2 separate regions of the Zea mays genome follow, and region 1 is linked to region 2. Evidence: chromatin contacts called from public Hi-C data. All regions are on one chromosome and are shown on one strand. Each heading gives the region's core, a stretch centred on a gene start, on an enhancer-like site or on the middle of the called end of the contact. The rest is flanking DNA. Distances are from core to core; before and after follow the strand shown. Region 1 holds the start of LOC100384518. Region 2 holds the start of LOC100285311 (plant-specific domain TIGR01570 family protein).

Evidence for each region. A called contact is a pair of places that touch in the nucleus more often than the background predicts.
Region 1: a contact with region 2 is called in a Hi-C map of ear, with 2.5 times the contacts expected there. The contact joins the promoter of LOC100384518 here to the promoter of LOC100285311 in region 2. A contact is called at or near these places in 3 of 25 Hi-C or Micro-C datasets (ear, leaf and tassel).

What each region holds. Positions count from the first base shown.
Region 1 is chr7:132,903,280-132,906,695 of Zm-B73-REFERENCE-NAM-5.0, reverse strand. It overlaps LOC100384518, which reads right to left and starts at 1,463. Exons shown (of 2, transcript NM_001177040.1): 1 at 1,088-1,463. The coding sequence starts at 1,460. It also overlaps the pseudogene LOC103634167.
Region 2 is chr7:132,658,835-132,661,991 of Zm-B73-REFERENCE-NAM-5.0, reverse strand. It overlaps LOC100285311 (plant-specific domain TIGR01570 family protein), which reads right to left and starts at 1,899. Exons shown (of 1, transcript NM_001158204.2): 1 at 804-1,899. The coding sequence starts at 1,826. The coding sequence ends at 1,083.

The sequences.
Region 1 (3,416 bases), core at 214-2,713, 250 kb before region 2:
TGGGTACCCATAAAACTAGCCGAGCTACCAGAATCCACCAATACGAGCACCTGTTGACAGTGAATCGAGGCCCATAACCGAATAGTCCTGTTGTTTTCACTACCATTTACTGCCGCCGTAGACAACGCCAACACTGCCTCCTCGTTCTCAGTTTCATAATGCTCATCCTTTGGATCAGTGTCCCCTTCCTCCTTTCCCTGGTCAGTCACAGCCCACATCTCCTCCACCACATGAAGAGGAACACTGTTAGAGCAATGGTGATTATAATTCCACTTTTCACCACATTTAAAACATAAGCCCTTGGCTCTTCTGTAGGACTTCAAGGCAGCAAGTTTCTGATCCTCCGTCCTTCCATCGCTCCCAGACGGCCTACGACGATCTTCTGACAAGGGATGGATCCGACTTGTGGTAACTGATACTTGATGTCCAGCCATGGTCGCAGTCTTCATGGAGGGATTGGAGGGTCTAGTATAACCACCCAATTCCACTCTCCTGCCTTCCTTCCGATTGGGTTGTGTCAACATATCCTCCTGTAATAGAGCTAGCGAACAGGCTGTGTCCAGATCGGCTGGGCGTTGAATGGCCACCACAGCCCGTATACCATCCTTTAAACCATCCACAAATCTGGAAGTGATCATCATTGGCGTCAACTGGCTTTCATGGGCTAGTAGTTGATGTAACAGCATGTCAAACTGTTCCACATATTCCACCACTGAGTTCTGCTGGTATATGTGATAGAAGTGTCGAATCAAGGTACCATGTTGATCCCTTCCAAATCTGTTATACAATCCAGAACAGAATTCATCCCACTTCATGTATCTAAGCCGATGTTCTACAGATTGTAACCAGAATAAACCCGCACCCTCAAAATGCATGATGGCCAACCGAATCCACATGGGACGAGCAACAGAATAGAAATCAAAGTAGGTTTCACACCGCGTTCTCCACAGCTTAGGGTTGGATCCATCAAAAACAGGGAAACTCATACTAGGTATACCCGATCCGGACCCATGTGACCAGTCGCCAAAGGAATGGTTTCCAGCAGCCTCGAATCTGAAAGAGTTGGAGTTCCAGGGCGAGTTCATACCTCCATGCGAGAATTGGGTCCGCCCTTCTTCACGACGAAACTCCAAATTCGAAGAATCAGATGGTGGCGGCTTCAGAAATCCGTCTTCTCCTTCTTCTTCCTGTCTCGACCCGAAACCGAGCGGCTTCTTCTCCATCTTTCCCATCTGGATCTGGATCGCCTTTAGAGCATCAGAAATCTCCGTCACTTTCGCTTCCACCTCCGGTTTCCACTTCTGAAGATCTCCCTGCTCCGTCATCACCACCTTGACCGCCGCCTCCATATTTCCCACCGCCCCCTGAATCGCCTCCATGCGTCGGTGAGTCTCCTTGTTTCCCTCCTCGATCTTCGCCAGAAGCTGGGACAAAGGATCGTCCGTCTTCGCTGGCGCCATGCCGCCCAACTTCGATTGCGATCTCGTCCAGTACCCGTGTGGAGGATCCAGTATTGGCTCTGGTACCAAATGTGAACAACACCCGTGGTTCACGCCAGGAATTTCTCTGGTATCTATTCCTTTCTTGCCGACTCGACAATAACATGTTCCAGACTGAGTTTAGAAACGATTACAATATTATTTATACCGGCACACCTGCCCTCATCAATACGTATAACTCCGTATACCTATACGCGCCACTCTGCACCGATGTACTTGGTATTTGGCTTTGGTACACGACGGCTGCGCGGGCTCTGATTGTCTTCCTTGACTCCCTCTGTCTGTGCCTTCTGTTGCACTGCTTGAGTCCGCTCCTCTGCATGGTCCATGTGATCTGCTCTGCTGACAGGTGCGCCTTCGACACTTTCTGGTACTGCCAGTAGATCCCATACCTCCTCGATGGCATGTAACTGTACCGTGCTGGCACATTTGTGACCGGGAAACCATTTCTCCGCACAGCGGTCGCACAAACTGCGAGCACGATGATAGCTTTTGAGCGATGCTACACGATCAGCTGGTGAAGATGCACGACTGAAGTCACCAGTCGTTTTGTCAGTGGATTGATTTTGTCCGCCTGGTTGTTCCTTCTTGCTGAATTCAGACGACGCCATATGCGGCCAAGCCATCCGGTTGGAGAAAGGCTCAGCACGCTGACGCCGAGATGACTCCAGCGCCTCTTCCTGCACAAGGGCGAGTGCACAAGCAGCATCGAGATTTGGAGGTCTTTGTACCATTATAACAATTTTAATATCATGTTTGAGACCATCGATAAATCGCATTGTGTAGTACAAGGGATCAGTATGCGACTCATATGCAGCTAACTCATCTATCAAGGATGCAAACTGTTCAACGTAGTCTGAAACAGACCCTGTCTAACTAATATGGAAGAGCTGACGAATCAAGGATTCATGTTGTTCACGAGCTGGATGGGCTTGGCCAGCATCGCCTTTGACCCCTCCCCCATTGTTGTCGCTCGGGGTTGCAGGCGAATTTTGGGCGGAGAACGTGCTACGTCTGGACCGCCGGTGTGGAGGCACGCAATGTTGTCCCAGACCATGCCGAGCACGAGCTCGTTCTGCGCGATGTTGGGGAGCCCTCGCAGGTCGCCGTCGTCGTCCTGTGGGGACGAGACGCGGATGAGCCAGGCGATGTCCTCGAGCGCGGTGTCGAGCAGGGCGAGGGTGCGCGGGAGCCCGGACACCGGGTTGAGCGTGAAGAAGCGGCGGAGGCGGGAGTGGCTCTGGAAGCAACACGCGGCCATGCCCGCGGCCTTGTGGAGCGCTCGCTCCGTGTCGGCCATGACGCACGGCGGGGCGCTCGTACGGCTCGACCCGCGCCGCCTGCCGCCTACCGCAGGAGCTCGGCGAGCTTCATGGCGCGAGACCGTAGCTCCGTGCAGTCTGCCCTGAGGCACTGCCAGCCCGCCTGCTGCGCCACTTGGTCCGCGAGCTGGATGGGCTTGGCCAGCATCGCCTTCGACCCCTCCTCCATCGTCGTCGCTCAGGGTTGCAGGCGAATTTTGGGCGGAGAGTGTGCTGCGTCTGGGCAATCGGCAGGATATGTCGATCACCCCCCACGAACTGAACTTTAAATCGGGGGCTATAGCTCCCGCGGTGTTGGTACGGCGCAGAGGGGCAGAGGGGCCAAGACGACGACAGGGAAATGCAAGGAAAAATCCCACCACTAACGAACCGTCGCACGCCCAGCAAGGCCAAGGCGCCGGGCGCGTGGGTTCTTAAGCTGCTTGCTTGGCTTTGGTGTGGCCGCCGGTGTGCTATGGGTTGTGGCGTTGCCATCTTGGGTTTCGTTGCTTGGCGAGCACGGATGAGGATCGAGGAGCGCTTGGGGCAGGTGGGTCAATCAGTCGTGCGACCGGGTACATAAATTATCATGATATTATATGTTCCCGTTGCAACG
Region 2 (3,157 bases), core at 650-3,149:
ACACTACACCCTACGTATAGGTTGCCCATCTTAATCGAAAGATCGAAGCAGCCCCACTGAAAGCGAATCAACCTAATTTTCCTGGACCAGATCGTGCCCAAGGGGCGTGCATCCGCCACGCTGTGTTGATGAAGCAACTGATCGACAGCTCGTCCATCACTGCTCATATGAATCCTGCCATATTCACGGATGATAGAGGTGGTACCATTTCCTTCCAAATGAAAATCCAAGTATATAGCTGTAATAAAAGGATGCTGACTATTTTACGTGCTGAACTAGAGCGTCAGACATCATCTCGCAGATTTACTGTGTGGATAGTAGTATCGTAACCTTTTCTTTAGAACACGAAGTAAATCTCAGAAACGGCCCACGTAAAGCTACGGCCAGTAGAAATGTTGTTTGTACATACGGTCTGTGTGGCTATGGCCCATGATGGGCCCCCGCTATCGGCACAAGCGGTCGCCATTCAGGACTGCTGCCTACAGTAAGGGGTCGTCTTCGAAAATATTGCTTTTCTTAGAAACGCATGTTCGATGGCTACTCTACTAATGTTCCCACAATGTCTGGCCTATTGTTTTTCAAATGAACTTCACACATAGCCGTGTGCATCTATTCATTTTGTTATCTCTTCTATTATATGGCTTCGAGAATACTAGCGTTTAATCTCTTGGCACATAGTTGGGCGAATGGATAGAGATAAAGATCGTTACGTGTCAAAGGTAAAGCAACTGTGCATCTACATTATATTATTTTTTTCCTCAAGAACACATGAAGCTTGAGCATTTTTTCTTTGTACATAGAAATCAACCGAATGAAGTACCGCTCTCTTTCATATATAATAATGTTCTTGCTACTCCGCTAAGAACAATATGCACCCCGGATTTGATCTCAGCACGATTCACAAAATCAATTATCTAACATGGAGATATACATCAGTTAGATTACAAACTCGATCTATGGACAGTTTCATAGAACACATCTGCTGTGTGCAACAAGGCACAAGGGTGTGTGTAAAAAACAATATAGCACCCTATTATATTTATATATATTTATGCTGTAGCAGTAATAATATGACGGTTTATTCATTTCATCCTTACTAGGAAAATGCTCAGCTCCGGCGCGCCGCCGGCGCCTCCACCGCCCCCGTTATTATCGGCGCCGTTCCCGCCCTCCTCGGGGTTGATCATGTAGAAGGCCTCCGAGTCCTTGGATCCGACGACGCGCTCGACGCGGGCGCGCACGTACGTGAGCTCCCCGTCGGGCCCCGCGGGCACGCCGCCCTCCTTCTCGGGGGCGGCCGGGAGCACGCCGGCGCCCATGGACACGCCGCGCAGGAGGCGCAGCACGTGGCGCTCGTCGTCGGAGGCCTCCTTCCTGCGGATGGAGTATCCGGCCTTGCGGCCGTTGCAGTAGACGGCCCAGACGTACTCCTCCACGAGGCGGCGGCGCGCGCTGCGGGTGTCGCTCTCCAGCGCCAGCTTGAGCGCCCCGGACGAGATCTCCCGGTGCAGCGCGCTCGTCAGCATGGGCAGCTCGATGAGGAACAGCGGCGGCGCGCGCGTGTCCTCGTGGATGGCCAGGCTCACGCGGCCCCGGCGCGGCCCGAACAGCGTCACCGTCGTCGCGTGGTCGGCCAGCAGCGCCCGGTTGTTGTGCTTGCCCAGCAGCGCCACCATCTTGCACCCGGACGAGAGCATGGGCATGAGCTTGAACATCTTGAAGATGCCCCCGCCGCCGCCGCCGCTGTCCGAGATCTTGGTCCGGCGCCCGTTGGTGGACGGCCGGAGCAGCGCCCGGAAAGTGGGGCCGTCGATGAAAGACGGCATTGGAGAGGGAGGTCGATCGAGCTCTGGTGCTGTGGTGCTGGAGCTGCGCAGCGCAGGCGCAGCACGGTCTTATTACTTTTCTCTGAAGCAAAGGGGGCTCTTCTCGTTGGGATATATACATAACACGCGTCAGGAGAACGACGGGACAGGAAAAGAAGTTGGTCGTCTCGTCGTTCGGCTGTTCATTGACTGTTTGGGACGATACGATACCCATGATCGTGCTTCTGCTTGCTTTGGATTGTTGTACGATGGATTATGTACTGAGATGGGAACGAATGGAGATAATAACAGTGCTGATGGTGTATACCAAAAACAAATCTGTTCGGATATCCTCGTCCGCATATGATGATCATGTCAAAACCCAAATCCGCTTCGGCTTCAACCTGACGAGTCTCACTCTGTCACTGAAGCCAAGGGTTGATGGTGGCCAACACTCATGTAAAAAAGCATGGAAACACGTCATGTTAGGCCTTGTTCGATTAATCCTATTATTTATGGATTGGACGGGATTGGAAAAAATTAAGAAGAAGTTTAACTTATTTGGGATTTAAACCCACCCAATTCTACTCAATCCACATGGATTGAGAGCTAACCGAACAAACCCTTAATAAGCGGACATTCGAGTTGATGGCAGGGGGACAGGGGATCGATGGTGATACGCACGAAAGAGGCGAAGAAGGGCCACTTGGGGTGGGGTGCTGCTGGCAGGTGGCAGGATAGGATAGAAGAACATGGTTGCTGTTCTGGTTCGGCATCTGTCCCTCGATTCGTTCATCCATAGTACTACTACATTGCCCCTCAATGTTGCCGTCGTGGGCTCTGTTTCAGTTCACCTCATCCCAAACAGCCTATAGCCAGAGCTATTCAAGATTTTTATTTCTCTTAGGAAACTAAGTATGATGAGGAGTCATTCATCAGTTTCAACTGCTACAAAAAAAAACCTGTTTACTATGCATGGGATGAAGTGAGTTTCATGTGATGAAACTTCTCCGCACCGTTTCCAACACCGAAAAGTCTTACAAACGTTTGGAATTAAGTATGATCTGTATATTTTGTGAAAAAATACTAAATAAAATAGTTTCTTGCGTTTTCTAATTGAATGACGCACGAAATGCAGACGAATTATTCAATCATGCGCGTGCATAATTCCCTCCAGTACAATAATTTGACGATATCACCATCCTTTGTTATTAGCGAGCGAGGCATCACGTTGCGTAGTGATTTAGCAAGCTCAGCGCGATGCAGATATCACGCATGGGCCGCGGAGTTCTTCGCCTATCCATGGCGGCGCGGCGCGGCGCCGGCCGCCGCGGGATCCGTACAGTGAGCAG